Linked DNA regions of Mus musculus: regions 1, 2, 3, 5 and 6 are each linked to region 4. The links are chromatin contacts, called in public Hi-C and promoter capture Hi-C maps. All regions are on one chromosome and are shown on one strand. The core of a region is the stretch at or near the end of the contact, and the rest is flanking DNA. Distances in the headings are between cores, read along the strand shown. Region 1 holds the start of Upf3a (UPF3 regulator of nonsense transcripts homolog A (yeast)). Region 2 holds the start of Arglu1 (arginine and glutamate rich 1). Region 3 holds the start of Rasa3 (RAS p21 protein activator 3). Region 4 holds the start of Ankrd10 (ankyrin repeat domain 10). Region 5 holds the start of Coprs (coordinator of PRMT5, differentiation stimulator). Region 6 holds the start of Efnb2 (ephrin B2).

What was found. Promoter capture Hi-C pulls out the DNA fragments that hold promoters and counts their contacts. A called contact is a pair of places that touch in the nucleus more often than the background predicts. Capture Hi-C pulls out chosen DNA fragments and counts their contacts.
Region 1: a promoter capture Hi-C map of pre-B cells shows a contact between it and region 4, with 5 times the contacts expected there. The contact joins the promoter of Upf3a here to the promoter of Ankrd10 in region 4. A contact is called at or near these places in 4 of 39 promoter capture datasets (the C10 cell line, embryonic stem cells, liver and 1 more), 1 of 484 Hi-C or Micro-C datasets (embryonic stem cells), 1 of 115 datasets of contacts at active chromatin or transcription factors (embryonic stem cells) and 2 of 9 other capture datasets (adipose tissue and liver).
Region 2: a Hi-C map of regulatory T cells shows a contact between it and region 4, with 8 times the contacts expected there. The contact joins the promoter of Arglu1 here to the promoter of Ankrd10 in region 4. A contact is called at or near these places in 3 of 484 Hi-C or Micro-C datasets (CD4 T cells, embryonic stem cells and regulatory T cells) and 1 of 115 datasets of contacts at active chromatin or transcription factors (thymic regulatory T cells).
Region 3: a promoter capture Hi-C map of pre-B cells shows a contact between it and region 4, with 5 times the contacts expected there. The contact joins the promoter of Rasa3 here to the promoter of Ankrd10 in region 4. A contact is called at or near these places in 2 of 39 promoter capture datasets (liver and pre-B cells), 1 of 115 datasets of contacts at active chromatin or transcription factors (astrocytes) and 1 of 9 other capture datasets (liver).
Region 5: a promoter capture Hi-C map of adipose tissue shows a contact between it and region 4, with 4 times the contacts expected there. The contact joins the promoter of Coprs here to the promoter of Ankrd10 in region 4. A contact is called at or near these places in 3 of 39 promoter capture datasets (liver and pre-B cells) and 2 of 9 other capture datasets (adipose tissue and liver).
Region 6: a promoter capture Hi-C map of pre-B cells shows a contact between it and region 4, with 2.1 times the contacts expected there. The contact joins the promoter of Efnb2 here to the promoter of Ankrd10 in region 4.

What each region holds. Positions count from the first base shown.
Region 1 is chr8:13,784,349-13,787,048 of GRCm38.p6, reverse strand. It overlaps Upf3a (UPF3 regulator of nonsense transcripts homolog A (yeast)), which reads right to left and starts at 1,434. Exons shown (of 9, transcript NM_025924.2): 1 at 1,165-1,434; 2 at 796-902. The coding sequence starts at 1,365. Gm46032 (a long non-coding RNA gene) reads left to right here and starts at 1,993. Exons shown (of 2, transcript XR_001778519.2): 1 at 1,993-2,700.
Region 2 is chr8:8,689,111-8,691,810 of GRCm38.p6, reverse strand. It overlaps Arglu1 (arginine and glutamate rich 1), which reads left to right and starts at 1,274. Exons shown (of 4, transcript NM_176849.3): 1 at 1,274-1,834. The coding sequence starts at 1,494. It overlaps Mir7654 (microRNA 7654), which reads left to right and starts at 1,649; the gene lies at 1,649-1,718.
Region 3 is chr8:13,676,163-13,679,064 of GRCm38.p6, reverse strand. Rasa3 (RAS p21 protein activator 3) reads left to right here and starts at 1,478. Exons shown (of 24, transcript NM_009025.2): 1 at 1,478-1,672. The coding sequence starts at 1,618.
Region 4 is chr8:11,634,119-11,637,066 of GRCm38.p6, reverse strand. Ankrd10 (ankyrin repeat domain 10) reads left to right here and starts at 1,310. Exons shown (of 6, transcript NM_133971.3): 1 at 1,310-1,656. The coding sequence starts at 1,450. It overlaps Mir7238 (microRNA 7238), which reads left to right and starts at 1,331; the gene lies at 1,331-1,373.
Region 5 is chr8:13,888,970-13,891,704 of GRCm38.p6, reverse strand. Coprs (coordinator of PRMT5, differentiation stimulator) reads left to right here and starts at 1,434. Exons shown (of 4, transcript NM_025556.3): 1 at 1,434-1,538. The coding sequence starts at 1,470.
Region 6 is chr8:8,659,584-8,662,629 of GRCm38.p6, reverse strand. It overlaps Efnb2 (ephrin B2), which reads left to right and starts at 1,388. Exons shown (of 5, transcript NM_010111.6): 1 at 1,388-2,146. The coding sequence starts at 2,016.

The sequences.
Region 1 (2,700 bases), core at 185-2,684, 2.1 Mb before region 4:
GGCTCCTTCATGGATGACATGCTGTATTTTGAATGGGTGTCAGACCACGTACCAAGGAAAAACTAAATCATTCTCCCCGTCTCACACACAACTCTTTTCACAGGTAGGAACGATTCCATTCCATTTCACAAAGAATACAGAAGTTTAGAGAAATCTGTTGTTCGTACAGAGGGTGCAAGTTACAAGCTGGGACCGGAATTGCACACCGAGTAATTGCACACTGTTCTTTTAGCCATTTTTCTAAACTTCAGCCACCTGAAAACCACCTGTGGTTTTTCAAAGGATACCCATTTAATTATTCATATTTTTATTAGAATAGACTTTAAAAAAAATAACAAAACAAAATTGGTATCCCAAAGGAAAGCGTATATGACACAAATGAGAAAGAATACCATAAAAGGATATAAAAATAAGTATCGTGGAAAACCCACGAATTCCTGTGGCACTGACATCTGCTGCTTAGGTCAGCCCTGCGTTGCTCGCATCCCCACAGGCAGGGAACCTTCTGGCTGGGTGGTGGTGCAAGCAATGAGAGATTCCACTTCTCAGGGCTCAGTTACTGGTCCCTCACTAGGGAAAACACTCCAGACTCAACGTGTGTAAGGGATGCAGTCCGGTTTTGCTCATCATACAGTTTATTAAAAGCTACGCCGAGGAAGGCATGGTAACGGGCTGACGAGGTGACTTGCCCGCTCCTAACGTGGGCGTGCACTGACAGCTGGGAGGGGACTGCAACTGCGAGCGCCCGCGGGGTCCTCCATCCTTCACCAGTGGGTGTCCCGCAGCAGCCCTCACCTGAGGTCCGCAGCCACCACCTCGAAGTAATCGTGCGCCGGCAGGGGGCGCAGTTGCTCTTCCAGCTGCTCTTTGGTGAGGCCCGGGGGCAGACGCCGGAGGACCACCTGGGATGACCATTGCGTTCACTCAGGTGCTGCCGCCCGCCACGCCCACTCAGCCTGAGGTTCCCCGGAGCTCGGGGGACCGCGGCTCCCCAGCTCCACCCCGACTCGCTAATCCTAGTCCAGACTGCTCGCAACAGCCCGCATCACTTCGGAGACTAGGCTCCGCCCCTGAGATGAACAACCCGCCCCGCCCTCCCCAAGCCCCGCCCACCGGGGGGCTTAGAAGCCGTCCTCTCGCGAGACTTGCGGGCCCCGCCCCCACCTTGCTCAGGGCTGTCCTCTTCTCCTCGCGAGGCTTGCCGGCCCCGCTCTCACTTAGGGTCGGGGCCGGAGGCGCCGCCGACTCCTTCCGCGGTGACTCGCGGCGGCAGTGGGTCTCTGAGCTCGATAGTTTCTCCCTCCAGCTCGGGCCCCGCGCAGCCAGGGCTGCGCCTAAGCCTCCGGCCCCCTCTTCCGAGCGCATCCCCACCGGCCGGCCGGCCGCCGCCACCTCCGCGAGAACGAAGCCTCGCGAGGACTAGGCAGCCCCTCCCTTGGAATTCGGTGTTCAGTGTCCCCTCCCCGGCCCTGACAGGGAAGGGGCGGTGCCAATGCTGGCCCGCGCCTGTAGGGGGCAGCGCGGCAGTTTTTAAAAGACAGCGGACGTCCTAGAACGGCGGCGACGGTGAAGGAGATCGGTGCTGCCAGCCACGCGGAGAGCAGATGCTCACTCCGGACGTCCCGTGCGCTGCTGACCTGCGGTGGGGACTGGGAGCCCCCGGTCCACCCGGAGTCACTGGGACAGTACCGAAAGTAAACCCGTCGCTCTCCTCGCCCCACTCTGCCCTCCGCCTCCCTCCTACACGTTTTCTCTGTTGAGACAGGGCTTTGTGTAGCCTTGATTGTCCTGGAACTCACTCTGTAGACCTGGCTCTCCTGGAGCTCAGAGATCCTCTGCCTCCTGGGATTAAAGGCGTCTGGCTTTTTATTTTTATTTTATTTGTAGCAGATATACGAACAATACAGTTTTCCCATGTGCTCAATGATGTATAGCACCATTCTCCCTACGTTAATGGTAAAGGAGAATGAGAGATTTTCAGAAATCGATCGTGGCACTCCTGAAATGTGACGTTTTAAATAAGCCAAAGACTCAAAACCGTTTAGGTCTGCGTCAAACAGGCCTCAAACATCGAGAGTTCTATAAAAGCCTGGGCAAGAGCGGTTTTCCAGTATTTCGTGTTGCAAAGAAAGCTAGGACTGAGCCCATCACTTGAACCAGCTCAGTTTGGAATAACCAGTTACACTGACCAGAAGTTCTGATAGCCTCTTAACCTTTATTAGGAAGAAAACACACGTGTGAGAGGCTGATAAAAATGTGGACGACGAGTTGTCAGGAAAAACCAACCCATACCCAGTTGTTAAGATAGTACAAGGTCGATGGATAGTAACTTCACAATGGAAGAAAGTTGGAACATTACAAGCTTGGAGCCAAAATTATCTCGGGCTGGCTTTTGCCCCCTTAAAGATAAAGCCATTGACTGTCCTCCTGTGTGCCTGACCCAACACCCTTTCACCTGTCTGGCAAACTGCTGGTTAGTTTATGTCAGCTTGACTCAAAATAGTCACTTGGTTGTGAAGAGGAAAGAGTTGAGGCATTATTTTCATCAGATTGGCCTGTGGAACAGTTTCTTGACTAATGGACGTGAAAGGGTCCCACAGCAGTTGGACCTTGCTTGTAATAAAGCCAATAAGCATTCTCTGTGGCCCTGCTAGTTCTTGCCTCCAAACTCCTACTTGAATTTCTTCTCTGATTTCCCTC
Region 2 (2,700 bases), core at 25-2,524, 2.9 Mb after region 4:
TTAATCCCAGCATTTGGGAGGCAGAGGCAGGCAGATCTCTGAATTCCAGATCAAACTGGACTACAAAGCTAGTTCCATGATAGACCACAGAGCTGTCCAGGGCTGCAGAGAGAAACTGTCTCAAAAAAACCTACACATACACACACATACAGAGAGGTAGAGTGGAATCCTTACTGCCTTTGAACCTCCAGAAGAACCCTTCCTCTAAACTTCATGAATTGGACCTAATATGCAATGTTTCAGCATTAAAAGGTGGGCCCTTTGGGAAAGAGAGTAAGCCCTGGGGCTTTGGTTTAAAAAAAAATGCAACTAGTGTGTTTTGTGTGTGTGTGTTTTGTTTGGTTGGGGTTTTTTTGGCCTAGTGTTCTTAAGATGTTTACAAGGGAACCCTTATCTTATGCATTCTTTTCCCCTCCTAAGGTCTCCTGCTGGAAGCTCAGACAGAATCCTTAGCACAAACAGATCCACTACTTAATAGAGTTCTCAGCCTCCAGAACTGTAGGAAACAACTTTCTCTTGGGTATAAAATAATGAGTCATTGGTATTTTGCTATAGCAGCTCAAAAACTAAAAGACTCATTGAGATAGGCCACTACCCATTTTTCTTTTCGATGTCTTTAAAGAGAGCTATTGCTCTCTGGGACTAGGCCTTGAGCTCATTATGTAGTCCAGGCTGGCAAAATCCACAAAACTGTAACCTTTTAAATAAAACTTTATTAAGAGCATTTAACTGGCTCTAACATATACATTCTTAAGAAAACTTGGGACTCCTCTGGGCATTGTTCTAATTTATTGTTTGTTTACAATAAATTATTAACAATTTATTAATTGTTCTGGTTGGTATGTATGCATGCATGTATGTATGTATGTATGTGTGCAACCCCAGCTGGCCTCCAACTTACTAAATAGCCAAGGCTGACCTTGGACAACTGGTCCTTCTGATCCATCTTCTAGGGGCTAAAATTCTGGGCATGTACCACCACATCCAACTCACAATTGATACATTCTCAATGCTGGCTAAGGAAACAACAGGACTTTCCCAATTACTCGGGCCTTATCCTGTCTTTCAGCCAAGGCTCATCATAAATATTCTCCAACTCCTAAGGTTTTCGTGGGTCTTGTTGAGGTGAAAGTTAAAGACCTGAAGGCTGGCCAGCATTCTTCTCTTTAGTTGCCACGCAGCGGCGGAAAGAGCCGAGCGCGCTCGGCCGCATTCGCCGGCCCTCCTAGGCGACGTCGTCAGGGGGCGGGGCTCGTGCCGGCACGCTCGGCGCGGGGCATTGTGGGAAGGGCGGCCGGTGCTGCCACAGCTGCCATCTTAGGGACTCCGGGCCGGGCCTGCTAGGCCTTCGCGGCGGAGGCGGCCGTGTGCGTGGCGGGTGCGCTTGGGGCGAGGCGGAGGGTCCGCGGGCGGGGGGCCGCGCTTCCCAGCGGCGAGGGGGCGGCCTGCGGCGGGCAGCGGGCGACAGGCGGCGGGCGCCGCGCGGCGCGAGGATGGGCCGGTCGCGGAGCCGGAGCTCGTCCCGCTCTAAGCACACCAAGAGCTCCAAGCACAACAAGAAGCGCAGCCGCTCGCGCTCGCGCTCGCGGGACAAGGAGCGGGTGCGGAAGCGCTCCAAGTCCCGGGAGAGCAAACGGAACCGGCGGCGGGAGTCGCGCTCCCGCTCGCGCTCCACCAACGCGGCGGCATCCCGGCGCGAGCGGGAGCGCGCCTCGTCCCCGCCCGACCGCATCGACATCTTCGGGCGCACGGTGAGCAAGCGCAGCAGCCTGGACGAGAAGCAGAAGCGCGAGGAGGAGGAGAAGAAGGCGGAGTTCGAGCGACAGCGAAAAATGTGAGGGGCGCGCGGCTGGAGGCGCGGGGCGCGCTCACGGGGGCCGGGTGGGGCGGGAGCGCCGGCCCGGAAGTCCGAGTTGAGGGCGCGAGGCGGGAGGTTGGCGGGGCTGCGGATCCCCGGGCCCGAGGCGTTGGAGCGCAGGGCACCTGTGCGGGGGTCCGTCCCGGGGCGCGCCCGGCTTGAGAGTGTGGGCCCTTTCTGAACCTCCTTTCATACGGTCGTTCAAAGACAGATGCACAAAGTTGCAGCGGACACCCGGGGTGCCTCTCCGGCCCCTCTCTTTTTTGTCTTGGCCTCAGCCCCTCTAGTGAGCATGCTTGACCCTACTGTTGACCCTGCTGTTTGCCCGCCTAAATGCTTCTAGTTTCAGAGCGCTCTTATCCGAATTTTTCACTTAGGGCAAAACCGGTTCCCATCAGGGGACTGGACTTGAAATTTGGGGGAAGATCACGTGGTTTTGAGTGAGGCGGCTTTCGATGTGAAAGTAGGTGTTGATGACCCAACCAGAGTAAACTTGAACGTTGTGAAGTACTTTTTTAAAAAAGATGTGCCCAGCCCCCCTCCCCCCCCCCGCCCCAGCCACGTGGAGCAATAATACTAAGCATATGTGTTCCCTGTTAAGCCAGCCATCGTTTCCGGAGTAATTAACTGAAGACTTGAATAAGTGGTTATGAAGCAGGAACTAGGTAGTTTGTGTATATGACTTGTGTAGGGGTTTCTATTTTCTGCAAAAAAATAGAAGGCAGATTTTTGTGGTAGGCAGGTTTTCCAGAAGCCCCTAGGAGGGAGGTAAGGGATTGAACACAGCGAAGCACTGTAGTGGAACTGGGGTCTTGGCTTGTACTGTTTCTCAGTACACCTTG
Region 3 (2,902 bases), core at 229-2,728, 2.0 Mb before region 4:
TTCCTCCCCAAGTCCTTTTGTTGGAGAAGGGTCTACTACAGGGTTTCTCTGTGTACTTCTGGCTGTCTTCAAACTTACTCTGCAGATCTGGCTGGTCTTGAATCCAGAGATCTGCCAGTCTCTGTCTCCTGCACTGAGATCACCACCTCTCCCCTCCCCATCTTATTTATTTATTTATTTATTTATTTATTTATGGTTTCCAAGTTGTTTTTGGTCATGGTGCTTTATCACAGTACAGCAGCCCAGCTAAAGCAGTCTTTTGGTGATTTTGTGTCCTTCCCCACCACCACCCCCATCCCTGTCCAGTCATGTGCCTCCTACCCAAGTTCTCTACCACTAAGCTGAGTTCCTGAGCCGGAGATTCAGGGTTTTAGATGTGTTAACCCAGAGCGGCTCCCTCTCTTCCCAGTCAGAGCCTGTCTATGGCACAGCAGCTTCTGGAGGGTTCCAAATCAGCTTCTCTGGAGTTCCAGCACCTTCCTGGGTGTCCTGCCTATACACTGTATTTCTGCTCTTTGGCTGCTGGTGAGAGAGCTACCGTATAGCACCAAGGGATTTTTGTGTCACACCTTTCAGTTGGTGTATCAATGACCTAGCCTCCTGACTCCTCAAGCGATGCCACTTCCGTTTTCAGTCCTACCGAAAGGCAGGCCTCCTTCAAACCCACTGCAGAGGCTATCTCTACCGCCACTCCCCACCCACCAGGGCCTCTGGGAGACACTTCTGTGACTACTATAAGGAACGAGGGACTAGAGCTCTTGGCCCTCTAGGAAAGCTGGGAGTTATGCCAGCTGCAGGAAAAACTTAGTGGAGGGATCGGGGATAGGACCTCACAGTATCGTTGTAGAGATACAACAATTCTAAAGTTGCATACCAATCAAATTGCCAGTAAGCACCAGGTTTGAAGGTTCTGGAATGCTAAATTCAAGGGCCGCGTTGAGGCTGCCCAAGCACACCACAGGGTAAGCAGGGACTGCTTGCTGGGCACAGGGTCCACTTGCCCTCACTTTGACAGCATATCACCTTCTGATTTCTCCAGAGCGATCGGCAGGTGTCACTTTTCTCAGTCGCTGAAGCTGGGGCTAGAGGAAATCTTTTCCTTTCATACCTTTTGTTTGAATATAGCTTTTTAGATTTTAAGTGCGAGTCGGTCTTACGGGACCTGGCGGTCAAAACACAGATCAATACTCACGATCTCTCTTTGTCCCAGGTCCAGAGAGACCGGACCAGCGAGGGCTGTGAAGAGGGACCGCTTCAGGGGCACTCCAAGGCAAGTCCCTTCCGATCCCGCCTTAGAGTCCGCCTCCGCCTCCTTACAGACCCGACCAATGGAATGCAGTGTTTGACAGTAGGCGGAGTCGTACTACCCCACCCCATGCAGAGCCTTAGCCAATGAAGATCGGGGCTCTGGCGAAGGAAGGCGCCCGCAGCCCCGCCCCCGAGCTCTGCCAATGGAAGGGCGCGAGGCGGTGCACCCGGTCAGAGCGCGGACCGCAGCGCGCGGGGCTCTGGGGGCATCCGCAGCTCGGCTCCGTCTGCCGGCTTCTTCCCCTGTCTTGTCCCCCTTCTGCGGCCGCGCTGCCGGGCCCTCGCGCGTTGGCGAGGTCGACAAGCAGCATGGCGGTGGAGGAAGAGGGACTGCGGGTCTTCCAGAGCGTGAGGATCAAGATTGGTGAGGACCGCGGTGGCGTGGGCAACTCCCCAGACCCCTGTTCTTGGTATCCGGCCGGGCTGGACCGGCTCCTCGTGTTTCTCCGCCTAGACTGCCCGGTTCTCCGTGGCATTGCGGGGGAGGAGGGACCTGTATCAGGGGGCGTCTGTTTGTGGGAGTGAGCGCGCGTGGTTGCCTGCGTGTGTCCGTGTGCGCAGCACCGCTCCAGATCCCAGGCGCCTGACTTTACATGCACGAGCACGCGCGGATCCGTCTGGGTGCTCCCACTTCAGGGATCGGGTCTACTGATGTCAGTCTCCTGGTGTCCTCTCCACAGTTGTGCGCAGGAACTTATTTCCCAAGGAGGGGGCGCCCCTTCACCTTTTCGGCTGCTGCAGGCTTCGAGGCCGTGCACGCGCGCGACCGTGTGTGTGTGTGTGTGTGTGTGTGTGTGTGTGTGGTGTCTGCGCGCTGCAGGCCTGGTGATGGAGCCACCAGCACCTCCCCCTCCTTTCATTGAGAACTGGCCGTGGGAGCTGTGGCCGGCAGGCCTGGCATTCAGGCTGCTCTGGGCTGGTCGGGACTTCGGCAGCAACGCTAGGAACGGGGAGTGAAGTGGAACTGGAGAGACCTGGAGAGGACTTCCTGATTTTTTTTTTTTTAACCTGGAGATTTCGTTTTTCCCAGTTGTTTTTTATCTTGTGAGTGACGTGTGAGTCTACTTCCTTACAGTGGTTTTCTGAAGTGACCGTTACACATCAAGTCATTAACACACTGGGCAGGGGCCAATTTTCTTGGAAGGAATTCTGGGTCCTAGTGCACCGTCCCTGTAGTCTTTTCCCTCTGAACTGCGCCCCACATTACTGGCCTGTTCCCATGTGAAAAGGCCCCTAGTGGGTGGCAACAGTCACAGCCTGGTGTCAGTTGTTGATGACATTCGATGCTGTCTGAAGAATGCCAGCTACTCGCAATCAGCGTGTTGCTTCCTGTCCGCTTTATTTTGCTTTTGAATCATCGCCCGAGACAGTTTGATCTTTGGTTCAGAAGCGCTGCGGAGAGCATGTGGTGTTTGGGCTGGAGCAGAGGGCACGGGAGGGATTTCTCTTGCTCTTATGCCTGGAATTGCTGTCAGTTTCCATCTGAGGAAAGGGGCTGCTTTCTGTCCTCTGTGGGCAAAGACTACTTGTGTGAGGGTGGCCAGCTTCAGTTTCCTTCAGCCAGATCCTCTGACCAAGTGAGTCCACCAGGCTC
Region 4 (2,948 bases), core at 61-2,560:
AAGCAGGAGGATTTCTGAGTTCAAGGCCAGCCTGGTCTACAGAGTGAGTAGACCAGGCTGGGCTACACAGTGAAACCCTGTCTCGAAAAACCAAAATTAGAACAAAAAGAAAAAGAAAAAAGAAAAATTTCAAATTTTTTACAACCATAGCATTGTACCATTGGAAAGAGAATTTAGTAGTCAATTTTTCTAAAATTTCTTTCACCATGTGCCCAGCCTGCTCACGTGACTCATGCTTTACAGTTACAGACGCCAGGGCCTCTCGATTCTCTCTGGCATCCATTCCAATTAAGGCATACCGAAGTTAACTGGCTGCACCCTTGTTTTCGGGTTTTTAATGAGGAGCTGTGCTCCGCAGGCGCCCAATAAACACTAATTGGAGGAACTCAGGCAACCGCGGAAGCAGGCCAGGGCCGGCTGCCAGAGTCCTGAGTCCCCACTCGCGAGTGTGCCTGGCAGAGCAGCAGCTCTATTTAGAAGTAGCGCCTCAGGCATCGTCCTCAGCAGGAACCTGCGGCCGAGCTCCAACCGCTCCAGGTCACACCCACCAGCGCCAGGTCACGCCCAGCCGCCCCAGGAATCGACCAGAGCGCCGCTCCGCTCCAAATCCCAGACTCTCCTCCTTTAGTTAAGGCGTGGCTTTCAGCTGCCAATCACAGAGAGGCCGGCCTGGGCTTTGGCCTTGCCCCAGGCAAGGTTTACAGCCAGGGTCGTAGGCCTCCGGCTTCAGGCGAGGTCTCAGGCGCGGCCTCCTCAGGCTTCAGTCGCAGCCAAGTCTCCCCCCTCCTTTTTTTGTTTTGTTTTGTTTGTTTGTTTGTTTGTTTTTCGTGACAGGGTTTCTCTGTATAGCCCTGGCTGTCCTGGAACTGACTCTGTAGACCAGGCTGGCCTTGAACTCAGAAATCCACCTGCCTTTGACGCCCAAGTGCTGGGATTAAAGGCGTGCGCCACCACTGCCCGGCAAGTCTCGTCCCTCTAACCACACTAACGTGCAGGCCCACCCTCAACCCCTACACCTTCAGCGTTGGCATCAGTAGCGGCCTCCTCAAGCGGTGATCGCCTCCCAGCCCCTAACTTCACCACCAGACGCCTAAGGCGGCGTTCCTGCGCAGACCCTGAGAAGGCCCCGCCCTGCAGCCAAGGCCACGCCCTATCCCAGGCGCCAGCCTCAGCACCACCTGCGGGAGGCCCCACCCTATCCAGGCGCGGGCCTCGCCCCACCACGGGCGTCAGCAGCGGTCGGAGGCAGCGGACTGTTAGGCCCCACCCTCTCAAGGCGCAGGCTCCGCCCCGTGGCTCAGGTCCCGCCCTCAGTGCTCGCTGCGCTCGGATGCGGATGGGACGCGGCAGCAGCTCGCCTGTCCTTTGTGTTCGAGTGGCGGCAGCTTCGCAGGCCTTCACCGGCACATTCCTCTGGCCGATCAGTCGCGTGCTTCCTAGCGACCCATCATGTCAGCGGGAGCGGGCGCGGCCGTGGAGGCAGGCTTCTCCAGCGAGGAGCTGCTGTCGCTCCGCTTCCCGCTGCACCGCGCCTGCCGGGACGGGGACCTGGTCGCGCTCTGTTCGCTGCTGCCACACACGCCGCGCGCTCACCTGGCCGCTGAGGACTCCTTCTACGGCTGGACGCCCGTGCACTGGGCTGCGCACTTCGGCAAGGTGGGCGCGGGCACTTTAAGGCGCCATTTTCCGCGTGGTGTGCTGTTAGGGTCAGAGCGCACCCCACGGTGTCTGGAGAGCGCGGTCGGCAGCGGCAGCGCAACCCCTGAGAGTTCCAGGGCGCATGTGCGGTACCGCGCGGTCTGCGACCCAGGACGGTGGGGGGTGGGGGGCGCGGAAGCTGCTCAGACGCCGCGGGCGCCTCGAGGGCTTCAAGGCGCATGTGCGGCGGGCGGCGCGCGACCCAGGACCTCCGGGGGCGCGGGGAGTGTTGGGAGGCGGGGCGGAAATGGGGTCCGTCTCGCCGGCTCCCCCGAAGGATCCAGGGCGCATGTGCACACTTGTGGCTCTTCCGAGCGGGGCGGGCAGACTGCAGTTGAGGCCGTTTGCGCGGAGGCCGCCGGGCTTCGGGAATCGTGGCGAGGAGGAAACTGGGGGCCTCGCGCTTCTGTCTAATGGAAACCGGGTGCAGGGCCCCCTGAAGGCACGGAGGGATGGGCGCTGCCCTCGTAGCCGGGGGTGTCAAGTCTGCACCTGCTATGGCCGACGGCGGGGTCGCGGCCATGCCTATCGGCCCCCTCTCCACCGGGACCGTCCTGTGTAAGCTGCGCTAATTGGCCCCGTTCTCCTGGTGTTGAAAGGTGGCATGCAGTTGGGTGCAGGTAGTCGCTGGGAATCCACCTTCTCGTGGTCGCCTTAGTTAACCTGCACACAGAAGTGCTTCTGCGCCATAAAGCGGCAAAATTCACGCTGTACTGTTTACCAGAATTTGATCTAAAGCTAAAGGAGCATTTTCACGTCTACGGAGAACGAGTTGTAGACTTGACTTTGGAGACCAGTATTGTAGCGGAGGCGAGGACGTTGTAGTTCTGAGCTTTCCTATCTGAAACCTGGATGGTCTTAAGATACGGAACCATCTTGTTAACCCGTTCCAACTATTACGGAAAGCTCTTAGAGGCGAAAAGGCTGAGCCTTTCACCCCAGCCGGGCCATGTGTTACTGCTCTCCCTCCTGTAGGTTTCCAGCGTGTTTCCCTAGGTTGTACCTACCAGTGATGCTCAGGTTACCCAGTAATTTATGGGGCTTATTTATTCCCGGAAAACTGGCCATTGTGAAGGCTAACTATCTTGCTTTTACCAGATGCCCCATTTAAAAGGACCCTCCACAATTCCAAAGCCAGTTTCCTAGGTTGAACACGGCATAGCTAACAGGTTCAAATCCTGGCTCCACGTTAAAGGTTAACTAACTGCTTTTCTCTTGACACCTGTTCATCTTACTGCCACTTTGTACTT
Region 5 (2,735 bases), core at 185-2,684, 2.3 Mb before region 4:
CTTTCAGTCAGAGTGTGGTGGCTCACACGTGTAATCTCTGCACTTGGAAAGCTGAAACAGACAGGAAGATCTCGATTTCTAATTGAACTTGGGCTGTCTAGCAAGACTCCTGTTCAAAACAAAATTGGAAGGTAAGTAAACATTTCTGATTCCTTTCCCCAAGCTGCTGTGGGAATAGCAATCATGCAGTGGGAAGCAAGTATCTCCTGAGAACAGGTTAGTCAAACGCGCGCTTGTGTGTGTGCGTGTGTGAAATCTATTTGTGTGTGTGTGTGTGAACGTGTGTGAATGTGTATGGGTGAATGTGTGTGTATATGTGTGAGAAATGTATGTGTGAATGTGTGTGTGAGAAATATATGTGTGAACGTGTGTGAATGTGCGCGCGCGAATGTGTTGTGTGTGAACGCTCATTTGTATGTGTATATGTGTGACAAATGTGTGTATCTGTGAATGTGTATGTGTGAATGTGTGAATGTGTATGTGTGCATGTGTGTGTGTGTGTGTGTGTGTGTGTGTGTGTGTGTGTATGTGAATGTACCTAAATACAATCTGCTCAGTCTATACAATGTTACTTGCATGTGTAGGGCTTCCAGGGCAGACCATTGGGTACTGAATAACCAACCACTGAATACTGGATAACCAACCACTGGGTACTGGATAACCAACGGTACTCTTCCTTGGGGAAGGCTATCTCTCCCACTCTCAGCAATCCTTAGTTGCCTATAGTTCTGTGTGTAGGGTTGAGGCTTTGTGAGCCAATTAGCATGTCTACTGGTATCATCTTTGTCCAGCTCCTGTTCCAGTAGTCATGTGGGCAAAACTTTTTAGCTGTAGCCTCTGACACTCCTAAGAGAAACGGAAAACGGAGAATTATTCAACAAAGTCACATTACTGACTTGGAGCACTGGCTTTTGACTCTAAGTTCCTAACACCACCTTGTTTTTGTGGTGGCACGTTGTTTTGCTCCTTTATCCTGGTTCCTTGCAGATTGACTTTAAAGACGATCATTAAATCAAAGCAGCATGTCTCCAGGCTGCTGGGTTATCATTTCAGATCATTTCAGGTTGCTGAAGTCCCTCATTAAGGGATGCTGTAGTGCGGGTGCAGCCTGCAATCTGGAAAACCCTGTGATTGGGTAGAGAGAAAAGTGATGGAGCCCATCGGCTGTGACTGTGTGACACCCGGGTGGGCTCTATGTGTCATTTCACAATGCAGTAGGAAAGCCCCGTGTGGCTGGGATGGCTCAGTGCCCAATCAGGCCTAAGGCTCGAAACCAGCACTAGAGGTCAGAAAGAGCTGTAGAGCCTGCGGTCCCGCACAACAACGCAGGTGGGCGTGCCGTCCGGCGCTGCCCCTGCGCCGCCCCGCCCCCTCGGTCGCCGCGCCGCCCCACGCCGATTGGCTTGTCCGCAGCCCGTCGGCCGTCACGTGCCGGAGCGTCCCAGGCGCCTGGCTGTGGGCGGCCGGGCATGGACCCTCAGGCAGCCACCGGTCGGGGCCCGGGCGAGCGGAGTTCGCAGGAGGCCCCCAGCGCGGAGGTGAGCGCGACGGGGTGGGGGACGCGGGCATCCGCGACCACCCAGGCGGGAAACCGCGGGGTTCACGCGCTGCCGGGAGGCCGCTCACCCGGGAAACGCCGGGGCCGCGCGAGTGCACGCAGAGAGCCTGGCCGGTAACGGCAGTGGGCGCGGGAACGCGCGCGGACCCGAGCCCTAGGCTGTGGCTGGCGCTGAAGGGAGAGGGACACTGGGGCTGCTGGGGAGCATCTGCGGGAGTGAATGCAGGGAACGCGGAGCTGGCTTCCCGGAGCCGGCTGCCCTGAGCCCGCTCCAGCCGCAGGGGGCTGGGTCAGGTGGGAGCTGCGAGGAAACGGATTTTTTTTTTCTCACCTTGAGGACCTCTGGCCATTGGTGGGGATGTGTAGCTGACCTTGGACGCCAGATGTCACCCGTGCTTTTTCCCATTTGATGAAACGAATGGTCCCCTTGTGACACGGGTTTTCAGAAACTTGTTTTTAAGTGCGCGCCATACAGCCTTTCCCCATGACCTGCCCGTATTGCATCCACCTACTGCGAGCTTCTTGACTGTAGACATCCTGTTTCCCAGAAGCCGCACCTATGCCTGGTGTATCCTAATTGGATGAATGAATAGAACGCTTACCAGAGCCTCAGTGATGGTACTTGAAGCTGCTATTCAAGTACCAATAGATTTGCAAAGAAAATCACTTTTGCAAAATAGGAGAGTGATGTTGTTAGGGCGGATCTGGAAAGGATGTTCTTGGGTGAGAGGGTAGGCCCAGCAAAGGTCTGGATATGAGAAAGGGCAAGGCAAATGGCCTTGGAGCTTGGGTCGGAGAGCAGGCTTCTTACAGAAAGGAACGTGAGAGTCAATATGAATGGCATTGCTGGTCTGTGATGGCAGTGGAGGGCTCGCGAAGCTTTTAAGTGGAAGGGTGAGCAGGAGTAGGGAGATAGGCGTGAGGTTCAAGTAAGAGGTCCAGCACCATAGGGGGCAGCAGTGGTCTGTGGTTATCACGGACTACAGGAGATAGAGTCATTAAAGCTCAGGGGTGACTAGATAATGAACGGTAATTAGGGTGAGTGCTAAGTACAGTTTATTTACATGCAGGATGAAGGCTGGAAAGACAGCCATGGTGGTCTTACAGAGTTTGGCTTGGCTCTTAGCACCCACAACAGATGTCTCAGCCCTCTGCAACTCCCTCTCCAGGGGATCCT
Region 6 (3,046 bases), core at 139-2,638, 3.0 Mb after region 4:
TGTGTGTGTGTGTGTGTGTGTGTGTGTGTAACCCTTGTTTAACCTAGCGTGAATCCCATCTCCCCACCCACAATCATATTGCAGGCATAGTTAAAAATAGTAATTACAGAAAAGGGTTTCTTAAAGCTGTATTTTGGTGTGTTCAATACATTGTGTTTTGGTCTTAAACGAGTTTTTCCAAACCAATTCGTAGTTGCAGTATACACTAACTTACATTAAGGTTTTTGAAAGTCAACACTTTTTAAAGCTCGAAATTTGTTTTAAAGAAGGATGAAGGGGGCGGGGGGGGTGTTGGGAGTAGTTAGTAACTAAATCATGGGGCTTGTTTTTAAAGATATCGGTGTGGAAACTGCTTAGTTCCATTTGAAGAAGTTCTGGTATTGATGGACAGCATTGTAAGAAGAGACGTGGTTAATTTTTGCTGGGCCATGGGCTGTACATGGGACTGTGCCTTCCACCTACTTTGTTCTCTCTGATAACGGGCATCTTAAGCAAGTGGTTTTCGACTTGGGAATATCTGGATCCTTAAGATTTGATCCTGTAACCGGTAGGCTTGTTCTGAAGTACGGAGAGGCAAAAGTGGGCGCTAGTGGGCGCTGTGGATCCGTAGAAGTCACAGCCGTGGTTCAGTTTTTCAAAATCGGTCTTGGGCAAGCAACCGAGTATCACAACTGCCACTTCTCTGACTGATAGTTGTCCGGGTCACACCTAACTTCCTGGCCACTGTGGGGTCGCGGGGTGTCCCGGGAGCTAGTGAAGAAAAGTCCTCCCAGACGTTGGTAGTGGAGCTTTGGAGGCGCTGTTCTTGCGGGGAGAGGACCGGAAAGGGAGCGGGCGCACGGAGTTGGGTCTCGGGGTCGGGAAGGGCGGCAGACTGGCTCGCACTGCCGGTGGGCTGCTAAGGCTCTCAGCCTCGTGAGAGTCTGATTTGAGTTGCGTCGGACCGGGCCGGAACACTTGGTGCCAGAATCAAGTTAGAAGGCCCTCAGTTAATGGCTCAGAGGGATCCGCCAAGTACCAGGGCGCCATACGCGCGAGGGGCGGCAGGGAGCGAGCGCCACAAGGCGGAACGCTGCGTCCACCACGTCTCGCCCTATCCTAGCGAGGGCACTCGCCAGCACAGGCACTTGCCGGGCGAGGTGACCCTGCTGGTGCGAGTGGCTAAGAGGCGACCAACCCTGTGCCCGGCGCCCAGCGGGGCTCGTCCTGGGGGCGGGGCTCACCTGTCAGGGGCGCCCTACCTCTGGGTGCCCAGTGTCGGGTAGGGGGCGGCAGACTGACGGGAATGCTGCCCAATCAGCGCGCGCTCGCGGCGCGGCGAGCCAATGGGCTGCGTTTGACTGGGCGGGGCCCCGCGTTTATAGTGCTCTGACAGCGCGCCCGGCGCGCTGACTCTCCGCGGCGGGGACAGAGGCACCGGTCGGATCGCGGAGCTGCGCGCAGAGCGGGTCCTGGCGCCCTCCCCGCACACAAAGGCCCGCGCGCGTCAGACGCCTGCGGGGGTTCCAGTGCTCTCCTGACTGCTTAGTGGCCGCGAGTTGCGAGGATTCAGGAGGCGCCCTTTATCTCTGCGCTCCAGGACATGGAACCGCGCCGACGCGGCGCTCGCTTGCCCGGGCCACTGCCCGCTGTCCTGGATCTATAGTCAGGCGGCCCCTCTCGGGGAGCAGCACCCGCCGCCTCACACCGACTCGTCTCTCCGCTGCGGGCCTTTGTCCCGGCCCAGTGCCCTCGCCGCGCCCGCCCTCCGCGGCTGGCCCGGCACCCTGGAGCCGCACGGGAGCCGACTGTCCCAGCTGCGTCCGGCGCAGCGCCCCGGAGCCCCGAGTCCGCCGAGCCGCCGCGCCCCGCGCGTTCGACCCCACCCCGCGCGCTGAGGGACGCGCAGGGTGAGCGCACCTGGCCTCGGCGACCGCGGGAGCGGCGCGGCGTGTCCGCCCCGGAGGATTGGGGGTCGCTGCCCGCGGCCGGTCCCAACGCGTCCCGGAGTGCGCAGAACTGGGAGCGGCTTGGGCATGGCCATGGCCCGGTCCAGGAGGGACTCTGTGTGGAAGTACTGTTGGGGACTTTTGATGGTTTTGTGCAGAACTGCGATCTCCAGATCGATAGTTTTAGAGCCTATCTACTGGAATTCCTCGAACTCCAAGTAAGTGGTGTCCACGAGCCTTCTCTCTTCCGCGGTGCCCTCGGCCGGCGCCCGGGGTACGCTGTATGGTCCGGGCGGGAGGAGGCCTTGGACCCTGTTTCTAGAACCTGGGGCTCCTGTCCCCTATCCCCCACCCTTCCACATTTCTCTAGGTGGGGACCGGTTGATCTTGAGAGCGCGGGTTCCAAGGGTACTCTAATTAGGCTCCAACCTCAAGTGCTCTAGGAGTCCCAAAGCCCTGGCGACTTGGTGGCATGCCCGGTAAGGTGTCTGATGGCGCTACCCGGCCTCCTTTCTTTTTCGAGGACGGAGGACGTTGCCACTAACGGGGCTACAGACACACATTGGCGGGCTCCGAGAGATGCTGCGCTTGCGAGGAGCGCGGGAGCCACGGGCCGGGGCCCAGCGAGAAGGCGACAAGAACTGAGAGTCTGGGGTGGTGGAGCGTCCCTTAGAGGAAGGGAGCTGGGCCCGGGGCGTCCCTGAGCCGGGATACCTCGGCGCCTTCTTGCTAGCCCGAATGTGCGCGGGGAGCTCGATGGCTCAGCCAGAGAGCTCAGGCGGCGAGCTCTCTGCATGTCGGCCTCTCCCTTCGCGTCGGAACTGGTGGTCTAGGTCCAGTGCGGCGCGGTCCACTTAGGTGGCTTAATTTTAACGACGCCTTCAGGGCCCTACCCAGTCAACGCTGCAGCCTTTGCACTTGGGGAATCGGGAGTCAGACTTGCTTTTAGCAAAGCGCACAGTCGGGAGAAAACCAGGCCTGAGACTAACTTTCAGGTCTGGTCTCCCTGAGTGCGCTCCTTGTTTCGAAAATGCTAGCCATCCCTTGGAATACGCAGCCATGGCCCCAGTAACCGTGCCTGGGTGCTGCTTCTTACCTCATTTCCCAACCACCGCCAG